Regions from separate parts of the Hordeum vulgare genome. Here region 1 is linked to region 2. The links are chromatin contacts, called in public Hi-C maps. All regions are on one chromosome and are shown on one strand. The core of a region is the stretch at or near the end of the contact, and the rest is flanking DNA. Distances in the headings are between cores, read along the strand shown.

The links. Hi-C and Micro-C count contacts between places; a contact is called where the count stands out from the background.
Region 1: a contact with region 2 is called in a Hi-C map of leaf, with 6 times the contacts expected there. The contact joins the promoter of LOC123430709 here to the enhancer-like site in region 2. A contact is called at or near these places in 3 of 6 Hi-C or Micro-C datasets (leaf and seedling).

Annotation. Positions count from the first base shown.
Region 1 is chr2H:599,503,322-599,508,908 of MorexV3_pseudomolecules_assembly, forward strand. LOC123430709 reads left to right here and starts at 2,688. Exons shown (of 4, transcript XM_045114555.1): 1 at 2,688-2,982; 2 at 3,332-3,449; 3 at 3,563-3,715; 4 at 4,428-4,806. The coding sequence starts at 2,975. The coding sequence ends at 4,589.
Region 2 is chr2H:599,295,601-599,301,390 of MorexV3_pseudomolecules_assembly, forward strand. No RefSeq gene overlaps it. Among protein-coding and RNA genes, the nearest start is that of LOC123427599, 96 kb to the right of the region's middle. Within about 2 kb of position 3,096, at least 3 of the 3 cell types and tissues checked have open chromatin away from gene starts, as enhancers often do. A contact at or near this core is called in leaf and seedling, where this site is marked.

The sequences.
Region 1 (5,587 bases), core at 1,438-3,937, 210 kb after region 2:
TCTTTATAGTCACCCAGTTACGTTGCGACGTTTGATACACACAAAGCATTCCTCCGGTGTCCGTGAGTTATATGATCTCATGGTCATAGGAACAAATACTTGACACGCAGAAAACAGTAGCAACAAAATGACACGATCAACATGCTACGTCTATTAGTTTGGGTCTAGTCCATCACATGATTCTCCTAATGATGTGATCCCGTTATCAAGTGACAACACTTGCCTATGACCAGGAAACCTTGACCATCTTTGATCAACGAGCTAGTCAACTAGAGGCTTACTAGGGACAGTGTTTTGTCTATGTATCCACACAAGTATTGTGTTTCCAATCAATACAATTATAGCATGGATAATAAACAATTATCATGAACTAAGAAATACAATAATAACTAATTTATTATTGCCTCTAGGGCATATTTACAACAAAAAGTAGATACGACGGAGACGTATCAGGGGCCCGCCATCCACCACCAGTTCACATGTGGCACGCCCCAGCCGGCGTTGAGCCCGAAGTGTCGCCGCGGGGCCCGAAGCGCCCCGACGGCTGGCTGGGCTGCGGCCGACTGCTGCCCTAGTCGGCTAACGGACACGTGCTCCCGCTCGCCGGCTCCGGCGGGCGCATTGACTCCAACAACAACTTCGGGCGCGGGGGAAAACGTTGGCCCCCCTCGTCCGGAGGCCTCCGGACACCAACGATTTTGGGGGCCAATGATGGGGATACACCCGTTGGGTATACCCAAGCAGAGGGAACCCAACTCCAAGACATTGGCCGACTCCCCCCCCCGGGTCGGCTGGGGCAGCCGGCCCGTGTGGTCTATGCACAACACGTCGATTGGAAGCATTCGGCCTGGCAAGCTGGCCCGACGCGAGCTGGTTGGTCAGCTCCCATCCCATCCGACCGTACCCACGTACGGTGATGAGACCCGACGCATGATGTAGAGGCGCTCATGGACACATTGCACGATGACGAGCTTGGTGTGGCCACGGGCTCAATGGTGCAAGAGTTAGCGAGGCTAGAGGATCCCCCGTCGCCCCTGAGGCTGACCAGGCGAGGCAGCCATGTAGCCATGCTCACCCCTACCTACTCCCTAACGATCGACGCGTTAGCCGCTGAGACGCACGACCGATGGGCCCTCTGGCGAACAAGACCTGAGAGCCAGCAAGCCCCACGGCCAGCCGGAGAGGCTGGCAGTCAGGTCCCGCCTCCTACTTTCTCCCACCACTGTACATCTCAGGCTACACTATAAAACCTCATCTCACCCCCCAGAGAGGGGGGCACGCTAGAAGCAACTAGCGAACCCTTAGACCCTAGAAACACACACACCACCGAGGCAGTGGGGCCTGTAGCAAGAGCTTTGTCTCCCTCCTCGCGGACAACTCCAGAAGCACCATTTGTACTGCGATCTCATATAGTCGCATAGGTAGGACTAGGGGTTTACCTCATCGGAGGGCCCTGAACCTGGGTAGATCAGTGTCATGTATCTTGCGCCTACACCTGTTCCCAGACGTCGCCGACGCCCGTCGGGCCCAAACCACGATCTAAGCCACCCCGTGACATCTGCCGCGGAAATACCACAACATCCTTAACACGCCCGTTTGCGAACGAACGCTTAAGCATCAAATAGGATCCGCCCGAGCAAAACCAAGTTTTTTTAATATTTTTTAGAATAAGGGCAAAGTCCAAAATTACTAATTGAGGAGTATTCCTTTCAAGGATCACTCACACCACCTCACGTTGCGACAAGTGACGCACTGCATGTGTGACACTTGTCGTAACCTGAAAGTTTTTTCCTTTTATCATAGATCTGTATTTTCAAAAAGTTTATCTCTTAAACCGTGCATTTCAATCTCAAACCATTTTTCACCATTGAGTTTCTCGCGTCGAGATCTTCAAAACTAGATCCCATGTTGATAGGTTTTGACAAACTTTTTTTTCACGAAAATAACCGGACGAAAAAATCGTGCCTCTCCCGATAGGAAAAAAACTAAATAAATAGCATGTTTTTTCCGTTTCCGAGATGCACGGTCGTGCCTCTCACAAAGGCAAAACCGTGCCTCTAACAGAAGCAAAATCGTGCCTTAAAAAACAGCAGGGAACCTATTTTTTCGTTTTTAAGAAGCACGACTGTGCCTCGCGCGAAAGCAGAGATGTGCCTCTCGCGAAAGAAAAACCATACCTCTCGTGAAAAAGTGCGTTTTATCGTTTCCGAGAGGCACGGTCATGCCTCTCGCGGAAGCAAACCATGCGTGTGAGGAAAGGAAAACCATGTCTCTCACAATAAAAAAACAAAAATGCGTTTTTTTTTGTTTTTGAAAGGCACGCTCGCGAAAGCAAAATTATGCCTCTCATAGTAAAATAAAATAGAAACACATTTTTGCATGCGTAATTTTTTATTTTTTTATCAAAAGCTAAGAAAGACCGATGAAAAATCAAAACATCAAAAAAGTCAGAAAAACAATTCGAATGGTCGAAAATGCATGCGAAAAAAATAAAATAAAAAACAAAATCCGGTGCAAACTTTTAGAGTGTGACATATGGCGGCGGATGAGAACATGTCAAGTAGTGGCACATGGAAGTAATCGTTGAGAGGCTTAAGAAGGAGTGTTCGCTAGCTCACGGCAAGGTAACCGCTAGAGCCTTCTCTTTGGGCCGGGTACATTTAAGTCATGGGCTGGGGCCTGCCGGGCGGCCCAGATGGCCAGGTAATTGCTAACCTAGTCCAGCCCTCTTTCGTTCGCACAACCCGGCGCCACCCTTCAGCTCCGGCTCGCAATACACTGCCGCCGCCGCCGCCGCCGCCGCCGCTCCCGCTCCCGCATCTCCAATCCTCGCTCGGTGCATAATCAGGTCGCCGCTCCCCCTGATTACACAGAACGAGACACTCGTCGGTCGAATTCGCGCCGCCCCGGTCCAGTCCAGCCCAAATACTGCGTCGATCTATCTACTTTGCTCCCGTGCACGGCAGCGGCAACGATGAAGATGTCCGTACTCATTTGTTGTTTATGTTTTGTGTGCCATGACTATATTGTAGCTGTACACTACCCTCTCTATTGTGCAATTCCTTGCAAAACTTAGTTTAGTGAATAATGGTCCCTGGGCGAAGATCCTATCGGCAAGGAGTTAGTTGGTTTGATTGGGAAATTATGCAGATAAACTGTTGAGGCTGACATGTTGTCCTAACCTAATTTTGTTTTGCGTTAGTGTTGAGTCACAGTTATGTCTCAAACTTTATAGCTAGATGCTGAATATTAAAAGCTGAATCTTCATTGCCTATCAGCTGTCTTTCTAATCTGAAGTTCTGAATATCCAAAGCTCTTTACTGTTCTGCAGAGAGAAAGCAAATGCAGGACATCTCACCAACTTCGAAGTTCTCGACTTCTTACGGACTAGAGGTGCAAAAATTGATCCCATGGGATGTTTGGGGGCTGTTGCTGCATCAGAGTGTAAGGTAGTCATTTGTTTCTCTGATGCTTGACCCAATGTGTATTCTCGGTAACCTGTTGACCCGTGTCCCTTTTTTATGCTTAAAATTGATCTCATGTTTATTGGTGCGACAAACAGGTATATGAGTACCTCCTAAAAACTCCTGCTTGCAACCAGACAAGGGAATCAGTTACTGAATTTGCAAACAGATGTGAGGGCTTCAAGCTTACTGACGCTGACAAGCAAAACATTATCAATTGGAGGCCAGCCTCAGCAGCTGATGTTTATGCGGTATTGCCATGTTTATTTTGCTGATCTTAAGATGCCTGGTAGCATGCTATCTGCGGTAGCTGATACAAACCAAGACATGTAGATATAATATAGTGATACCCTGGACCATTTGTGACATCTTGAAATAGAAGTGTCTTTTGTTTTTGTGTTTAGTTTTCTTATCCCTCATCACGATGAGAGGTTAAACTCAACACTGAACGTTGCCCGGCTTTATTGGCCAGCTTTGATTGATTTTCTGAAATAGTGATGCAAATATATTTTGATAGCGATGATGCATCTTTCAGAAATGTGTGCTTACATATGTACTTTATTTATCAATAAGAGATTTAAGTTATCCTTACTATGGATGTTTATTACTTATGTATGGATTCTGGCATCTGTAGGTCATTTTTTACCTTTCCTTGATGAATTAAACTAGTATAGAATATAGATGAGCTGTGTTCTCTGGGGTATGGGTGCGCTCCTACTTTCACATGTATAGATGTGCATGCAAAACCGTATGCCCCTCATTGATCCCTCTATAGTGAAACACTATGCTATCACAGAACGAAATTGATTTTTTTGTCCAGAGACTTTGAGAGAATCGTTGGGTCTTGTAGTCATCTGCTCGCAAACAAGTACCACCGCAATCTGTTTTGTTGGCTCACCTCCATCATCTTGAGGTTTTAGGTTAAGACCTTGTTAATCTGATTTGGTCCGTTCTCTGTTGCAGATGGTAGAGGAGTGTGGGAAAAGATTTTGCAAGGATGAGCGAGGAATGCCGCAGGATGAAGAGGACCGTGCCAATGAGCTTGTGGCTCTTGTAGACGAGGTTTTCCCAGCACCACCTGCTAACCCAGAGGATGAAGTAGATGTGGATATGAAGGACGTCTGAAAGGGTTTGATTCTGGGTGAAGAATACAGATTGTCGGATTGGCCTGTAATTTATCTGCATGCATGTTCTGGCATAACAGCTCTCTGTGGATTGTGGCATAAGGCCATCTTGTTTGAGACATCACAGTTTGACCTATGAGCTTCAATGGCAGTTGAGACTCTTTTCGTCCTTGTTGTAAATGAAAATGAATTGAAGAACTCTGGCATTTTCATTGCTATGTGACGCCGTCAACTCGATCCCTGAATTTATTGCACTAACTCCGTTTAAATTCCACTCCCTTGCTGAAGGAACAAATCAAGCAGCTCAACAGCGTGTCAGTGTCTGTCAAGCTACTAATGAGCACAGTAGCGCGCTGCCTCACAGAGAAGATCGGCAAAGGGAGGTCTGGATGTAGGGTCTGTTTGGGACTGCTCTGCTTTAGAAAAAATCTGTTCCATTCTATAAGATGCAAGCCAAACAGGGTAGCTCCATGGTATATCGCTTCGCAAAAAACTAGAATCTGGGATGTAACTTCTTTCTTGTTTTTTATGAAGCTCTTTAGCAGGTGGTTCATAAAATTGTAGAAGCCAGAGTTAAAAGAAAATTACCCATCATTGCCACCAGTAAATGGATATCCCTTCATTTCTCCCATTCAATCCAATCAAATATTACATCCATCTCAAAATTCTTATCTTTGATTTTCTAGATACGGATGTACCTGATACTAAGACGTGATTATATACATTCATATACTCCCTCCGTTTCAAAATATAAGACCTTTTAGAGATTCCACTAAAAGACTAAATACGGAGCAAAATGAGGAGCAAAATGAGTGAATATATACTCTAAAATATGTCTATGTACATCCGTATATAGTTTATAGTGCAATCTCTAAAAGATCTTAGATTTAGGAACAGAGGGAGTATAAACAAATCTAAGTCCAAAATTTTTGGACGGAGGAAGTAGATCATTTTCATCAAATTTTTCATTTCTGAAGCTAGAGCTACATGAAAGCCAAA
Region 2 (5,790 bases), core at 1,846-4,345:
CAATACTCACTGTCGCCCTTCGCCGCCACCGGCTCCATCACCCCCATCATATCTCCGATGCTGCCACGCTCAGGGGCTAGTCTACAACCGGCTACTGTGATGCAACATGTCTTCAATCAGATCTAGCGCATCGCAGGAGTCCAGTGATGGATCAACTCCTGCCTTCTCTTTGCTTTGGCTTTGGGTCTATGTAGTAGGATGTCGCCGGTGGCACCGTTGGAGGTGAGGACGCCGACGGAAGGGGAGGCGGGCGCGGAAGCGGACGAGGTGGTGGTCGGGGTGTGGAAGAGGGCGAGCGGGATCTCGCCGGTGGCGCCGTCGTCGGCGGCGACGCGGGCGCCGTCGGAGGTGAGGACGCTGATGACCTGGAGAAGGGGAGGCGGGCGTGGAAGCGGAGGAGGCGGCAGTCGGGGGTGTGGAAGAGCGAGCGAGTAGGCTGCGCAGCCGGGCTCGAGGAGCTTGAAGAGGGGCAGCGAGGGACATCTGGAGTGCGGGTTGAATACCCAGGACCACAGGGGCTTTTTTGCAAAATTGCCACGATAGACGACAGAAGCACTACGTGCTTTATTAGTAGGGATAGATAAGCGATCCCGGACGAAAAATTCTATCCCCCCACCCATCATCATGTTGCGTCAAATTGCCGGCACTACGCACAGGACAGCAACCCCCGAGCGACCTAACGAACTGGCCGGTTTAAGTGTTCCAATGCCCTCGGTTTTATGAACCTTCTTAGAGATTCCTAACTGGTTTTCTCTGGTTTTGAGAAACTACTAAAAGGTTCCCTGAACCGTTTTTTCTTTTATTATTATTTTTTCTCTGTTGTTTTGTATTTTTTTTCTTTTTTCCTTTTTCCTTTTACATCTTTTCTATTTGTCAAGTTTATTTTGACAAATGTTTACTGTTCCAAAATTTGTGCAATTTTTTTAAAAAATTAAAAATTAACTCATAATTTAGAAAATGTTTACGGTTTCAAAATTTGTTCATAATTAAAAAAATGTTTACAGTTTCAAAATTAGTTCCAAATTCAAATAATGTACACAATTTTGCTCATGAATTTAAATTTTGTTCACAATTCGAAAAATGTTCATGGTTTCAAAATTTCTCCATGATTCAAAAAACTTTCACAATTTATAATTTAGTTTATATTTTGATAAAAATATGGTTTCATTTTTTTTCAAATTTCAAAAAATGTTCAAAAATTTATAATTTTGTTCAATAATTTTAATATTTTAGGTGTTTCAAAATTTATTTGAAATTCAAAAAATGTTCGCGGTTTCAAAATTAGGTCACAAGTGATATAAAAGGAGATATCCCATGGTGTATGCTCTTTGCGGACGATGTGGTGTTAGTTGATGATAGTCGAACGGGAGTCAACAGGAAGTTAGAGTTATGAAGGCAGACCTTGAAATTGAAAGGTTTTAGACTTAGTAGAACTAAAACCGAGTACATGAGGTGCACTTTCAGTACTACAATGCACGAGGAGGAGGAGGATGTAAGCCTTGATGGTGAGGTGGTGCCTCAGAAGGATACCTTCCGATATTTGGGGTCAATGTTGCAGAAGAATGAGGATATCGATGAAGATGTGAACCATCGAATTAAAGCCGGATGGCTGAAGTGGCGTCAAGCTTGTGGCATTCTTTGTGACATGAGGGTGCCACAAAAGCTAAAAGACACGTTCTATAGGACAGTGGTTTGACCTGCAATATTGTATGGCGCTGAGTGTTGGCCGACTAAAAGGCGACATGTGCAACAGTTAGGTGTGGCGGAGAAGCGCATGTTGAGATGGATGTGTGGCCACACAAGGAAGGACTGAATCCGGAATGATGATATACGAGATGGAGTTCGGGTAGCGCCAATTGAAGAGAAGCTTGTCCAACATCGTGTGAGATGGTTTGGACATATTCAGCGCAGGCCTTCAAAAGCCCCAGTGCATAGCAGACGGCTAAAGCATGCAGATAATGTCAAAAGAGGCCGGATAGACCGAACATGATATGAAAAGAGTCCATAAAGAGAGATCTGAAGGATTGGGGCATCACCGAAGAACTAGCTATGGACAGGGATGCGTGGAAGCCTGCTATCCATGTGCGAGAACTATGAGTTGGTCGCAAGATTTTATGAGTTTCAGCTCTAGCCTACCCCAACTTGTTTGGGACTAAAGGCTTTGTTGTTGTTGTTGTTGTTGTTATTCGCGGTTTTAAAATTTGTTCACAATTCTAAAAATGTTTTTTTTCCAAAAAAGTTTGCAATTTACAAATTTTGTTCATCTTAACAAAAAATGTTCCTATTTTCAAATTATGTTCCTAAATTACGAATATTTGTTCCAAAAAAGTCCGATAATTCAAAAAAATAAAATCAGATTCTGAAAATTTGTTCAGAAATTCAAAAAATGTTCACATGTTTAAATTTTGTTCATAAATTAAAAAATACATGGGAATTTTTAAATATGTTCATATTTCGTAATTTTGTACAAAAAATATAAATGTTCTATAATTTCAAAAATTGTTCCTGCTTTTGTAAATTTGTTCAAAAATCGAAAACTTATTTTCAGTTTCGAAATTTGCTCACATATTTACAAAATGGTCATGTTTCAATTTTGTTCCCAAATTCAAAAAAAATCACATGTTTAATTTTTCTTTACAAATTCTAAAGTATTTTGGATTTTTCATATATGCTCCTATTTTCTAAATTTGTTCACATATTTTGAAAATGCTACATTTTTCAAATTTATCCACAAATTTAGAATTTCCATATTTTCGAAATTAGTATGCAAATTAAAAAAAATCTAATTTTGTAAAAATAGTTTAATTTCGAAAATGTTCATATTTTCAATTTGTTATTTTTCGCGGCTGCCTTTTGTTCTTTAATACTCGTACTGCAATTTTTGCAGAGTAGGTCGCCTGTTATAGTGGCTAGCGTATCACACGCATCTATTTCAGGTCGAGGGTATGATCCCTAGATATTGCATCCTTAATTTTTGCAATTTTTCATTCCGCCAAGGGCAGCGAACGGCACGGCCCCAACGACTCGCCTCCTGTGCTAAGCTGCGCCTCTTTACCCCAGCTAGGGCCGAATAGGAGGTCCCATCCCGGACGTGGCATCGCGTGCAACAATCCTATGAATGGGCCAAGCCCAGCGCGGACACAAGGCACCACACCCATAAAAGGGAGGCAGAACGCGAGAGTAGTTGTAGCGATCCACATGTATGTCTTCTTGCTTCTATGAAAAGTACATCCTCCTATTCATATTACTTATTGTTGGTTTTGTACAAAGTCATACTTATTTTGTAGTAAACCAGGGACCATACCATAGATTGCCGGGAATACTGATTGTTCTATTTTTATTTGTTCTTTCTTTATTTGTTCTTTTTATCCTTAAATCTTCTAGAAATATGTGGAGCATTTCAGAGAAACGTTCCTATTGTTTGAAAAAGTGTTTTTAAAAAAAGTTTGTGACATGTAAATTTGTATACAGAAAACAAAACAATAGCATTAAAAAATGTTTGTCACATTTAAAACATGTTCTCATGTTTAAGAATATGTTCACAACATTTACTAAAAATGTCTATGAAATTTGAAAAACTGTAAAAAAATGTTTGTGCCATTCAGAAAAAAATTCAAGTGTTTAGAAATATGTTCATGAAAGTTTTAGAAACATTGTTCATTCAATGTAGAAAAACATCTGCATAATCCTGGAGAAATATTTCATTCTAGATTGACTATAATAACATCTTATATTATAGGAAAGAGAGAGTATCATTTAAAAAAATGTTCATAAAATTTAAAAATTGTAAAAATATGTTCATGAAATTTATTAAAAATATTCAATTTGTGTGTGGAAAATGTTTGATGTGTATTTTAAAAACATAATCAATGTGCATTTGACAAATGGTGAACATCTATTCAAATGAAATGTTCAACATTTATTTGGAAACTTTTCAATGTGTATCCATAAAATGTTCAACGTCTATTTTAAAATTTTAGCATGTATTTTAAAAGTAAGATAAAAAAACTAAAACTAATATGGGAAAAAGAAAAACAAAGCTGGAAAGTACGAAAGGAAATCGACAACAACTAACTGATACAAAGACATAAATAGAGAAGAAGAAAAGATCAACCGAAACCTTCCTAAAACTGGCGAAAGGTTCCCATTACTGCTCCTATGCTGCTTCCAAAAAGGAGAAGAAGATAGGTTAGCAGACCGACTCGCTAGCGGGAGCACCAAAGGTGAGAGGAACAAATTTCTCGCAATAAGAGAGACATAACCCTCGTCTATCCTCTTCCCCCACTAAAGGTTTTTGACCCAAACAACATCCTTTGGCCTATACATCCACAAAGAATAGTGGAGCCCCTATCAAAAGGGTTCTACTGTCAATATGTTCATTGTCTACATGCCCAAATAGCGGCTACTTACTAGTGCATGATATTCCTCACATCGTACATACTTTCTAGGGAGCATATTCATACAACGAGTACAAGGCATGTTTGGTTGGTTACCTGAGCATCGTGCCTAAGAAAAATAAATTCCTTTGTACTCATTGCATGACGAGGCAACCCTGAGGTGAACTTCAAATGTGGGAAAATAAAAAATAATATGATGCAATGATTGCTAATGAACTGCTGAAGTAAGTTGATGAACCACTAAACAATGTTGCATGTGAATTCCTTTGTAGACCCAAGATTTGATCGTATGGTTCCGGTTAATTGCGCGCGAGTGTGATCCGATATGGGTGCCTAAAACAGTGCTCGTGGTGGCATCAAAACAAGGATCGGACTAGTCCATCTTACTCGTGGATAGGTGATTTCCTCTCACGTCAGCAACCGATTAGGACCCGAGTCCGCTCCTAGACACAGAATTGTGCCATATTGGGTATTACCCGGGGAGCATCTCGAAGAGCATACCCAAACTTTACCTTAATACCTAAAAACTGAAATTATGGATTTTTTTGAGAAACCAACTTATATCGCATATCCTACTCTATAAGATGACCCAAAATTATGGATAGACACCCATATTTTTCTACCATAGACCCATATATAGGCCCTAAGTAGCACCAGACCCATATGGATGGTGGGAACAATAACCGATCGCGCGGGAACCTCCCTAGCCATGTCGGCGTGACCGCGGCTTGCCACCAGGACGCCATGGAAAGAACCACAGTCGTCGTGGTCACGTTTGGGCTGAAGCACAAGTTTGCTACCACCTAGGGCTTGCGTCGGCACGAACCATCACTGCAGTTGCCAGGAAAGCGCTATAGGACCCGCCAAGACATCCTGGTGGGAGAAGAAGCTTGCCAGGAAGTAGGTGCTACGGGTTCCCGCGCTAGTCATGGCTCGCGTGGCAAAGAAGCATGTGACTACAAGCATGTCCGTTAGGGTGTCAGTTTTGTCAAATTGCTTTTCTTTATCGTCTGCCTAGCTACTGCTGATGGCAAACCATATGTACCGACATCAAAATCTTTGTCGTATGTGCAGTGAAAAGGTGATGGAAAATTATCCCATTACCGATTTATAGTTTGCCGACAACCTTTGTTGTCTGCCTGCTGACGGCAAAATATTTCTTCAATATTCCCGCCTTTGCCGTGTGTACTTACCTCAAGGCAAACTGCTTGATTCCTGAAGTGAGGAGGATGAAAGTGCAATCATGCCCTCATATTTTTATATTGGTGAGAATGTATTATTAGAGATTCTTTTGCTATGTTAATCTACACTTTTATTCTTCGTGGATACATCGTGTTATGGATCATATATCTCCCATAATGTGAATGACTCAAGACACGTACGGCAATGAGAG